Linked DNA regions of Triticum aestivum: region 2 is linked to region 1. A link is a contact called in public Hi-C data. All regions are on one chromosome and are shown on one strand. Each heading gives the region's core, a stretch centred on a gene start, on an enhancer-like site or on the middle of the called end of the contact. The rest is flanking DNA. Distances are from core to core; before and after follow the strand shown.

Evidence for each region. Hi-C and Micro-C count contacts between places; a contact is called where the count stands out from the background.
Region 2: a contact with region 1 is called in a Hi-C map of leaf, with 6 times the contacts expected there. The contact joins the promoter of LOC123093399 here to the promoter of LOC123093394 in region 1. A contact is called at or near these places in 2 of 5 Hi-C or Micro-C datasets (both in leaf).

What each region holds. Positions count from the first base shown.
Region 1 is chr4B:581,606,493-581,612,241 of IWGSC CS RefSeq v2.1, reverse strand. LOC123093394 (protein TIFY 11c) reads right to left here and starts at 4,141. Exons shown (of 3, transcript XM_044515351.1): 1 at 3,628-4,141; 2 at 3,264-3,475; 3 at 2,622-3,186. The coding sequence starts at 4,040. The coding sequence ends at 3,002.
Region 2 is chr4B:581,877,790-581,883,538 of IWGSC CS RefSeq v2.1, reverse strand. It overlaps LOC123093399 (3-ketoacyl-CoA synthase 10), which reads right to left and starts at 2,168. Exons shown (of 2, transcript XM_044515356.1): 1 at 1,679-2,168. The coding sequence starts at 2,083.

The DNA of each region.
Region 1 (5,749 bases), core at 2,892-5,391:
AATAATTACAGCCATCGCCGCGTGTTTAATTTGCAACTCCAAGGTTAGCCGCATGGAGTTTTGACGTGGTAAGCTTTGACGTGCGGGCGCACGCAAAGTCTGGGCGAGAACGACGTGTAAACGCTACAGCATGCACACACTACACATGCCGTGCATGATGCATCATGCACGTTTCCTGCTTCTTCCAGTTCTCCTCCTCCTCGTTCCAACGCCTTCCTGCAGTACCGCGGACGACACGTACGAGCTGGATGACGAAGATTCAGCTCATTGACGATCACACCATGGCACGCCAACTGTCACATAAACAAAGACAAGTATGCTTGGACACGGCCCCTTTGTAGTTTTCATCTGTACTACCTCTTTTTTTATACTACGTACTCTCTCCGTCCCGTAACGTTGGACTTTTTTGACATTACACTAGTGTCAAAAAACGTCTTATATTAGAGGGCGGAGGGAGTAGTAAACATGTCCGTGCGTTGCAATGAGAGAGTATAACATTTTCTATATGCGCCGCTATTTTCATTTCGATTCAATTTTGATCCGGACTCATCATATTGATAGCGTGCACCTACGGCCAGAGTCAGGCAGCATTTGGGAGGTGTTGTTCGACACCGAGGAGGTTGCGCCTATGAATTAAGTGTATTAAGAAAGTTTATATGTGTCACCGTCACATGTAGCGGATGAAACACAAATTAAGATCCTACGTAGCGTTCATGACTATAACAAGAAGTGTTTCGATATTTTTAGAATAAACCTTCATATACTTATGTTCATGAATTTTATAATTGTATGTACATCGCACAAAAAATATTTGTGTATTAACTATAAAAGGGAATTTTTGTAATCCGATTGTACGAGCTTGGATTTTGCTAGGACAAGTTATGCACGTAGGGTCTTAGATCATGGAACATATGCAAAGAAAGAACCTGGTGCAAGTATAACATGCCAAACGAGTAATAATTTCCCTCGCTCGCTCCTTGCCAACAAGCACACAACAATGTGTGTGGCATGTTCTTTTACAATACGGATTGGCATCGATATGAAATAAAGACGGATTACACGCCATTGATTAAGGATGCACCCTAAATAATATTTTAAAAATATTTCACATGTAAAATATCATCATATTCATATACTACACGTTTTTCTAATCAAAATCCATATATAGCAAGTTAAGATTGGAGTTATGGTTTAAAAGATATGATTATTTAAAAAACATTTATTCTAAATAGGTTGTGGGTTGATTAATGCAAATATCAGGGGGTTTTATGTAAAAATTCAAAAAGATGATTCACTACGACCTAAAGATGGACTACGGGTTAATTAACATAAATGACAAAGGGGATTTATGTAAAATGTGAAAAACGATTCGCTGTGACTAAAACTTGAACCACAGGTTGATTTCAAGAATGTGCAGGGGGTTCTGCAAAATGACATGACGTACGGGAAGAAGCACTAATTACTTTATGAGTTGGTATATATATATTACTTTGTAGAGGGAGTAACTTGTAAGGTTATGGTTTTGTAATTCGGCAATTTAGGAAATTTTCAATTTGAAGACACTCTAGGCTTTTCGCATATTTGTATGAAGAAAGGTCGGTGGCCCGAGGTTGAATTAATGACCGCATAACAATATATAATATACCCTCGCAAAAGAAAAAAAACACGGGTGCGCAATGTTAACCCAGCTTCTTGGTACAGTCACAAACACACATACGGACCATGGCAACTACAAGAAGCATGCCTATACAAGAAACATAGCGAATACAGGTCTAAAGGCAAGTAACAAAACAGATAAGAGAAGCAACATGTTGCAAAGGGACTGGGCCGCTGGGTGTGAATGAACAAAACCAGACTGTTTGGAACACACCACCTCACCAGATCTTTCCGCACATATGAGGGACACTGTCCTGATAGGCTGAACCTCCCCAAAGTGAGTCGGTGCATGGATAATGGCCCCTCGGTCAAAAGAGCACACTCTCCACGGGTCTGCAGCACACCCTGCCATCACCAAACAACACCCGCCACCACGTAACCCTGAGAGGAGCGGAGAACAATGGACTAAAACGACACCTTCTAGGAGGGAGTGACATCAAGGCACCACCGCCACCCAATTCGGGCCCACAACCTCGAGGAAACCGAAACTAAGGGTGAAAGTAGTTAGGATAATTTTCGATCAAAATAGTTTTTTAGTCCAGGGGTATGGTAAGATATTTGAGCAATCTGAACACAATCAGCGTTTGGAATTAGGATAGGCTATTGGACATGGCATTTCTAACATAAAAAACATCCAATTTCTAGCTGAATAATCAAACCATTTAAAGGGTTGTTGCTACGCTAGCATGACCTACACGAGAAGAAAGGCCCAATCAACACCTTGTACCATTTCTGGTTTGCCCCAATGGTGGAGAAGAAGGGAATGATGGAAAGGCCCGATCAACACCTTGTACCATTCCTGGTTTGCCCCAATGGTGTGGAGGTTAGGGTCCGCCATCCAAGTCACTCGGACAGGCGACACAAGACATGAGCGAAATGTGGCCCTCTCACTTTTCACATATTGTCATTAAAATATCACAAACCAACGATCTAAAAAACAAATGTTAAAATTTCACACTAACACGTAATAAAAAAATACCAGTAAAAAATAGCATTATTGCGGGTCATCGCTACATTTAATACAGCTTAGGAAGCTAAGCTAGGTAATTAGTAATACTCGCATACAGTAACAAATTCATCCCATCAGCATGAAAGAATTCTTTTATTCGACACCAAAGAATTCTCAAACAGATGAAGAACATACTTATACTACTTAACCCAGGATATATATTTAGCCGGCGCCACGCAGTTAATTACCCTGACGCAGCCAATTAACGGGCGTGGTAGTAAGATAAAAACGGCAACAATCAAGGATCCACGTAGTAGTAGAGTAGTACTGTATATACTACTACGTGGAGAAGCAGCAAGGCAGTGATTTGTTCCTCTCCCCGGCTCGTCAAATCCTTCAGTTGAGCTGGAGCGCGGAGTTGACGCCGAGCCACGGCGCGCCGCCGTCCTCCGGCACAGGCTTGCCGGCCGTCCCAGCCCCTGGCGCCGCCACCGGCGCAGGGTACGGATCTGCCGCGGCCAGCCTGCTCTTCCTCTTCTCCAGGAACCTATGGAGCGACGCCTTCCTCGCGATCGGCAGGTCTGAACAGACGCATGCCACAGGTTTCTGTCAGCTCCCCGATTCCACGGACAGTATGGAGTTTAATTTTGATACTTACCACAAAGTGTCGCGCGATCCGTACCTGCAAAGCAAGGCTGCCCCGGCGCGTTCTGGCAGACGGGCTCGGCGCCGGCGTCGGAGGCGGCCGGCAGCGCGCCGAAGGAGCCGGCGAGCTGCATGAGCTCCTTGGCCTTCTCGGCGGGGAAGTCGTCGAACACCACCGTCCTCCCGGCGTAGAAGATGGTCAGCGGCGCCCTCTCCGGCCCCGTCCTAATTAATTAACAAGAGCGGAAGCATCAAAAAGGAGAGCGTATTTTCCAAGAACCCCCGACACGTCTGACGTTCTCCGGTCTCCCGGCATGACTGGCAGGCAGGCACGATCGAAGTTGGAGTTTGCACTTTGCACGCACGCACGCACGTACCTTTCGCGCGAGTCCCTGACCATGCCGGCCTGCTGGGGGAAGAGCTCCATGGTCCGGATCCTCTCCTCCGGCGCGACCGCCTCGACGCCGTCGCCGCCGCCCGGCATGAGGCCCACGGTGACCACGCCGCCCCCAGGCTGGTCCTTCATGTACTGGCGCAGCAGGCCAAACGCCGCGGCGAACCTGCTGCCCCCGGCGGTCTGCTGCTGCTGCTGCTCAGCTCCCATGCCGATCTCCTGCGGAAGGAACCGACGAGGTCCGACGAGGTATGTGTGTGTGCGTGTGTGTGTCCGTCCGGGCGGGAGGCGGGTGACTCGCGGGGTTAAGTCCTGGCCCGCTCTCTCCTTTTTGTGGGCGTGTACAGCTGGGCAAGGCCTAATTTCTGTTTCGCGGGCAGGAGAGGAAAGCAGCATGTGAAAGGCGCCGGGAGGGAGACGAGAAGCGATGGATGGATGGATAGATGGCAGCGGCCCGTCCGTTTCCCGGCACCGCACGTCTCGCCCAATTTCGCCGTGGGTTTTCGCCGATCGGTCAGTCCATCGGCGTGTATTTGTTGCATGTGCGCGCCCCCGTGGCGGTGGTGGCGTCGAGCGAGGAACGGGGGGGTTTCGGGGTTGAGTTTGGCGGGCGGTTCTGCCAGGCCACGGTCGCGCATGCGCGGGTGGTGGGGGCCCTATACTCTCCCCCAGGGCCGGTCCTGATATTTCGGGGCCCCGGTATAAATAACATATAATAATAATGAATATACTTACATATAAAAATTTACGTATGAACAATGAAACGCATCCAAAACAATATACAAGTGAAATAATTAAATACCTTAAAAACTTGTATGATTTTTCCATGCAAAGTCACTTGTGATGTGGTTCATGTCAATCTCTTCCAATGATTTCTTCTTGGTGCATATACATGCCAAGCCATTTAAATTCTCATTAGTCATTCTTGACCTCAAATAGTTCCTCGATAATTTTAACTTTGAAAAGCTTCATCGTTCAACTGATGCCACCGTTAATAAGATGCAATAAACAACAGAGAAATTCTCTAAAAAACCTGAGACATTAGGATAACAATTAAATTCAGTGACATTCTTAAAAATCTCCATAGCATTATACCATCAGGCAAGTGAATTTTAGAATCTTTTTTTAGCATTATACCATCTGTCAAAATGAATTTTAGAATCTTTATAATAGAGAAAAAGGCAAAACTGGATGTTCATCGACACTAGTAGATTATGCATGTGCCCCCCAATGAATTAACTGTACGCTCAAGAACACTAACATTATTTCCACCGATGTTGATGTCGATGATTCAAGGATGCGAGCAATGCATCATGTATATGAGGGAAAAAATACTTAATTAGTAATTTACATATAGAGGGTAGCGAAAAGAGAACGGCAATATAATATAGTACCTCGGATGGGTCGGCGTTGTCGGCGATCGGGCGTTCAGCGATGTGTACTCGTTTGCATCTGGCTCCAGAGCTCCACGGATCGGCGATGATGTGCGTGTGCTTGTCCAGCGCACAAAGGTAGGAGAGCAAAGCGCGTACGAATACTGGCTAGACACTCGCACGATTGGGAAGCCTCAGAATAGAAATCGGCGAGACCACGTACTGCCGATCAGAAATAGAAACGAAATTAGGAGAAAAGGAGCAGGAACGCAAGTTTGTTATCACGAACAGGACGGCGGCTACTCCGCATCTCTCCCCCTCCTTCATTTTTCGTGAACTGGCGGCGGCGGTGTATGCCGGTTGGAATTAGGTATGGCGCATGATTTGAGGATGGCTACGTGATGGAATAGGAAGGAATTGAATTGCAAAAGCAGAAAGGAATACAAAGCCGTCGCTAGATCTTCCGGCGTCCACGCCTGGCCACGGCCCATAGCATAAGCCCACAGGCTACCTGCATACACCCTGGGGGAGGGGCCCCTGGACTTCGGGGGCCCGGGGCGGCCGCCCCCCCTGCCCCCCCTCAGGACCGGGCCTCTCCCCTGGTGGTTTTTCTTCCTTTTCTTTTCCATTGGTATAGCTTCGTTGCTTGACTATGCAAAAGTAATTGAACGACAAAGCTACTTTGGTTTTCAATCTTACCAATGAAACAATTGTGCCTCCCGGGTCGCACGC
Region 2 (5,749 bases), core at 919-3,418, 270 kb before region 1:
GTCACCGAGAGGGATTGCGGCTCGTACAAAGGGTGGCTGATTCATGTGAGCTAGGCACTGGAAATATTAGCGGTGATACGGCATCAGAGGATGGAGAGGAGGACGGCGTGGTCGTGTCAAAGTCAAAGGGATCTTGTTGGACCAGGAGGTGACTTGCCTTGTTCTTCTTTCTAAACCTGTCACCTGATGTTTGCTATATATTTTCTGTAGCTGTCTTCGTGTGAAATTCAGAAGAAGCCTGCTCACGTGTCTCATTCTTTTGATGTTTGTTAAATGTATGGGTAGCGAGCCCCTGGGGATGGCACTTGTAGTGTTTCGCATTGCGAAAAATCATCTTATTTCGTGATTAGTTCTTGTTGCCACCTATGTCTCGAACGAGCTGAGGAAGACGACGACGCCATGGCTACGGTGCTGTTCTTGTGCGATTTTGCTGTGTTGCAACGGGCATGGCCTGTGCTGTTCTTCGCTGGTACAAGCAGATGGCCTCCAAACGGCCTGATCGTGAGCCTCAACATTCTGAAACAGATGGATCTGAATGGGAACATGAGAGCGCATGCCAGCCCATGTTCTTATAGTGCGCGCACTGGCTGGACGTGATGGGTGAATCGATAGCATGTCTGAGCAGCCGGACAGCGGACCATCGACTATACATGGGCTGACACTGTACGTAAATAAAGAATACAGTGTGTAGTGGATGCCTATGAGCTGGAATACGTGAAATTAATGAGAGCCTGCAGCTGATCGCTATGATGACAGACGCTCGAGATTACGGCCTCCAGGGTGCTCGGCCTCCAAACGGCATTTTCGTATATTCAACCAGCTAGCTACGTGTGTACTTTGTTGGTTGTCTATTTCACCCAAAATGCCAAAAACTTTTCTGTACTACCTGATTTCGAATGACAGCTTATGAAAATTAACTTTAGGGCCTCACGGTTTAATTGCATTCAACTTTTAGATGAAGCTCTGCCTAATCCGGCTCGGACTTGTTTCTTGTTTGCATCTTTTGTGAGCCTTGTTAGCACCGTCTACCGGCCGTGCTAATCATCTTTTGAACCATGAATTACTAAAATATTTTTACCCGCAAACATTTTACTCGGTTTGATTATCACGGCTGCATAGCGTTTTGCATTATTTCTCAGATGAAGAGCAAATATTTCTACGACAGAAGAAAAGAAAGGGCTAACTGAAGTACTTTGGGACATGTTTTTCGCATTCATGTTATCTAGTGAGGAGGTCCTGTTCACAAGATAGCTAGATTAGCACGCGAGGGAATTCCATAGGGTTCCATCCATCTATACGTCTCACGCAAAATTCGTGTGTGCCAAACGTGACTTGTGCGATTATACATGTCGACCTCGAGAGATGGATCTTCCGCCCAAGAAACTGATAATACTCCCAAACATTTCTCTGGTCTAACTTTTTCCATACTTTTCTACATCTAAAATGCCATCAAGGTTTCGTGTTTGAAGTTAATTAGCAAAAAGAAATCCTACCAATAAATTCACTTGTGATTCATGTTCCTACACGACCCGGATCGGCATTTAGCATGTACTACTACTACTACTATGGGTATAACATATGCTCGCATGCAAATAGATGCAGTGATCTACTCTGTAATTAGCTAAGCAGTAAGCATGTTTACCAAACTAAAGCATGAGGAGATGGATGAGCTTACTACCTTGAGTTCGTCGGCGGGCTTGTAAGTGGCGAAGTCGATGAGGTAGATGGGCCTGGGGCGGGACATGATGTAGACGGAGATGGTGAAGGCGAGGACGGCGAGGAAGGCGAGCACGGTGGCGAGGTCGTAGGTGGCCTCGTCCCACACCTTGCGCCACAGCTCGTCGCGGCTGAGGCTGCCCACCTCGGCGCCGCACACCAGCACGATGACCGGGATGGTGGCCAGGTACACGCCGTGGCTGAGCAGGTAGTGGTACCCGAGCCGCACGTACTTGAGGTTCACCGACTGCAGGAAGTCCGGCAGCCGGCGGCGCACGCGCACCGAGAAGGTCGGCGAGCCAGCGTCCGGGCCCGACGGCTCCACGCCGCGGTTCACGATCTCCGTCGACAGCTCCTCCCGCGCCATGGCGCCTGTGGGCAGCTGGGGGCGGGCGGGACTGGTGGTGGGCAGTGGTGATGAGGGTGAGAGGGAGTGGAGTGCTCAGTGTTTAGATATAGCTAGGGATGGTGGCGTTGCTGCTGGGGTTGGGGTTGGGGAGGAGATGGTGGGTGGGCGGGTTGTTGGGTGGCAGTTAATGCCATTAGGGAGCACAAGCCAAGCCAGGCCAGAGAGGGAAGAGAAGCTCACTTGCTTGGGGGCATGGTGTTCGGTGTTCAGACTGTTCATGCATGCATGGTCAAGTGGTCATGGACACACATACATGATCTCCCTCTTGCTGTGAGGCTGACATGCTGTCCCGGAGCACGAAGCCAAGTAGCTTTTGAGACAGCATGTGCAAGGGCAACGGCTCGGGAGAGAAAAATGTGCAAGGTGATTGCTTTCCTGTGTGTGGCACGCTTCAGCTGCATGCGTTTTGCATTTGGAGTCTGCCTGCCTGTGTGCGATTAAAGAGTTTTTGGCCGTTGAAATAACAGAATATATATGCGTTTTATTATAGGGAACTGTATTAATTTTAATTTTAGTGTTTATGGGGTGATCTGTTTTTTTTTATATGTTTTGATTTGAGGAGTACTGGGATGAAGATGAAGTGGATTGGATCTGGCATTTGCGCAGCGGGCTATAGCTGTAGCCGGACGTTATTGATTGCGTGAAGCGTGATGGCAGAATGAAGAGGCCGGCCGGATCAGCAGATCAGATCCATTTCATTTCATGGACGGCCTCTTTATTAGGTGTAGCAGCCTACATGCATGCATGCATGCAGCACCATTGTCAGCGAACCAGGTCTAGCCTTCTGGCGCCAACCCATGCATCTTCACTAGTCCCCGTACGTCCACGAAAATGCATTCCCATGCATGCCCAATCGATTATTCACAAATTTTGAAATGGTCAAGGCCTGCGTACAATTTTCCAAACCAAAAGCAACAGTTTTTGACGAAACCCTGAACTTGGTCAGCAACGGCTAACTACTTTCTCGCTACCAAAATCCATTTAATAATTTGATTGATCATATACCAGTATAGTGCATGCGTATATGTGTGTGTGCGCCGTTGGGAGCTGGACTTGGAAACATAACTAGAAAACTCGATCCTCTCCCTTTCTCATAAACCCATGACCACGATCTGTGCCCGCATTTCGCCATCACGCACTCAAAAGAAAAGAAATCCTGTCACCGTCAGTTCGACCACCAGTCCACGGCCTACGATCCAATCAATCAAGAGGCACCAAATTAAAGGGATTAGCACGAACGGTTTGGGTATTTTCGGACGCAGACACTCCTCCTATTGCTGCAATTTGCAAATGCCGTTTTCCGGCAAGTGCCCCGCACTCCAGCAGGAGGCTGCAGCCACTTCCAACTTCCAACAAGAAACCATGGAGAAAATGATGGAACGATCCTCAACTGGTGAGGTGGCGTGAGGCCCATAATCAACCCGTATGAACGTCTCACGCGATGCGATGAACCGACCGCGGTACCGCCGTTGCCATGGCGCCATCCCAATACGCGTCTGGTGTGGCCGGTTGGATGGGCAGATCCGCGTTGTGCAGTGCGGTAAGAACATTCATGGTTGCACCCATCCAGGAAATAAATTCGTGCCGGGGGAGGCCGGCCGTGCACGTACTAGGCCCATGTGCTCGCATTAAGCCGGCCCTCTGATCGCCATGTGAGCATGTTTTCTCGGAGCAACACAGAGCCAGAGCCAGTGGTGGTGGCGGTGGATGAATGAATAATTCCATGCACTATACTTCCGGCCGGTGATATTTTTCCCTGACAAAAAAGATAATCAAAGGCAACACACTCTGTCAGGGATATAGGTGCTTATCAATGGCACCAATGATGTGTAAATTATCAGCAAGAATCAGTTGGATCTGTATGTACACGCTACAGCTGTTCTTCTTTCCATCTTGAGGCTAGCATGAGAAATGGCGGTACTTGTGTTGCTTAATTTTGACACATGTATAGGTAGGTAAGTGGGTTCTTTTCAGCTACATCCAGCACAAAACAGTACCCCCTTTTTTAGAGGCAAAAACAGTACTACCTTCGCTAACTTATTAACGAGCATGCTTGGGCAGGAGATGGCCAATACAGTAGCAGCATGGCGTGTGTGTGAGAGAGAGAGATGGCATATCATCATAGAGGAAAGACGAAACGGAACATGCCAGTCGATACCATGACTCAAAGGTACCCACACTTTAGCCAAATTGCTGAAGCTGTTAACAATATGTGTGCCATGTACTCTTTCTAACAAGAAAAGGAAAACAAAAAGGTCGATACCATGTATAGTGTAGAACTTACGACTTGCTCGATAGCAGAACAAAGCAAACTGAGGGGACCAAATAACTCCTGAAATATACGGCTAATAGTTTTACAGGCTGTTGCTGACAACCAAGGCAGTGTGTACTTGATACAACACATCAACTCTGGCAAAGCTGTAGCACCAACAGCATAGAAATAATCGGGCTTACAAAGGTTTCTCAAGGAGCTGGAGTCTACACTTTCGTCATGAGCATTTGAGCTCAGGCTCAGGAATGGCTACAAGTATTGGATCAAGATAAAGTTCTTGATATCATTTGTTAATTTGTTGTTGTTGTTGTTTGTTGTTTTGTTGCTTAATCTTGACACATATAGGTAGGTAAGTAGATTCCTTTCAGCTACATGCATGCCACATATAGGATAACCAGCATGCTTGGGCCGGAGATGGCCAAAACAGTAGCATGGCATGTCTGGCATCGAGAAGGATTTGCTGGCCGGTGTGAGACGGCATATCACAACTCGCAAAAGATGACCATGGTTTAGCCGAATTGCTGAAACTGTACACAGGCAGTGCAAAACTAATTTTGATAGGTGATGTATTTCCCCTTCTATTTACGACTTTCTCGCAGTAACGGGATGGACAGTGGAGTACAATGTACAGTGCAAGAGATCAACTAACAGAAGAACAGAAACAAATCAAGGGGACCAAACAACTCATGAAATACACCTAATATTACAGGCTGTTGCTTACCAACAAGGCAGGGTGCACTTAACAAAACATATAAACTCTGGCAAAACCATAGCCACAACAACATGGATTACATATAATGAGGCTTAGAAAGATTACACATGGAGTTTCAGTCTACAGTTGGGATTCGCCAATGAACATTTGAGCTCAAGCTCAACACTGACTAGAACTATTGGCTCAAGAGGAAGATCTTGACATCAACTGTTAAGTTGTTTCAACACCCAAAATGAGGAGAAGATGCATGTACACGAGAATGTGGTCTCAACTTTTATTGCCCCCTATATAGATTTTTTCTGTGCCATTTGCTATAGCCTTGTTGCTCAATACAATTGTAGTGTAAGCAAATCACAATGTCATTGAAGATTTCATTTTGCAAACTGAATTAACATGTTCTTACTGCTGATGCGTGAAGACATTGTTTAAGAATTGCTTACTTGACACAGAAATATTTAGTACATACCAGAATTTTGAATCCATCCCTGGATTGCTGAAGTCAGAAAAGGACAGGGCTCGCTTCACAGTAGATTGCTTGGATAATGTCATATCTTCAGTACACGATGTGCTGAGGAATATTCACCACAATGGTCTTTTTCGAAGAAAAAAGCAGAACAAGTAGATCAGCATAAGAAATAAT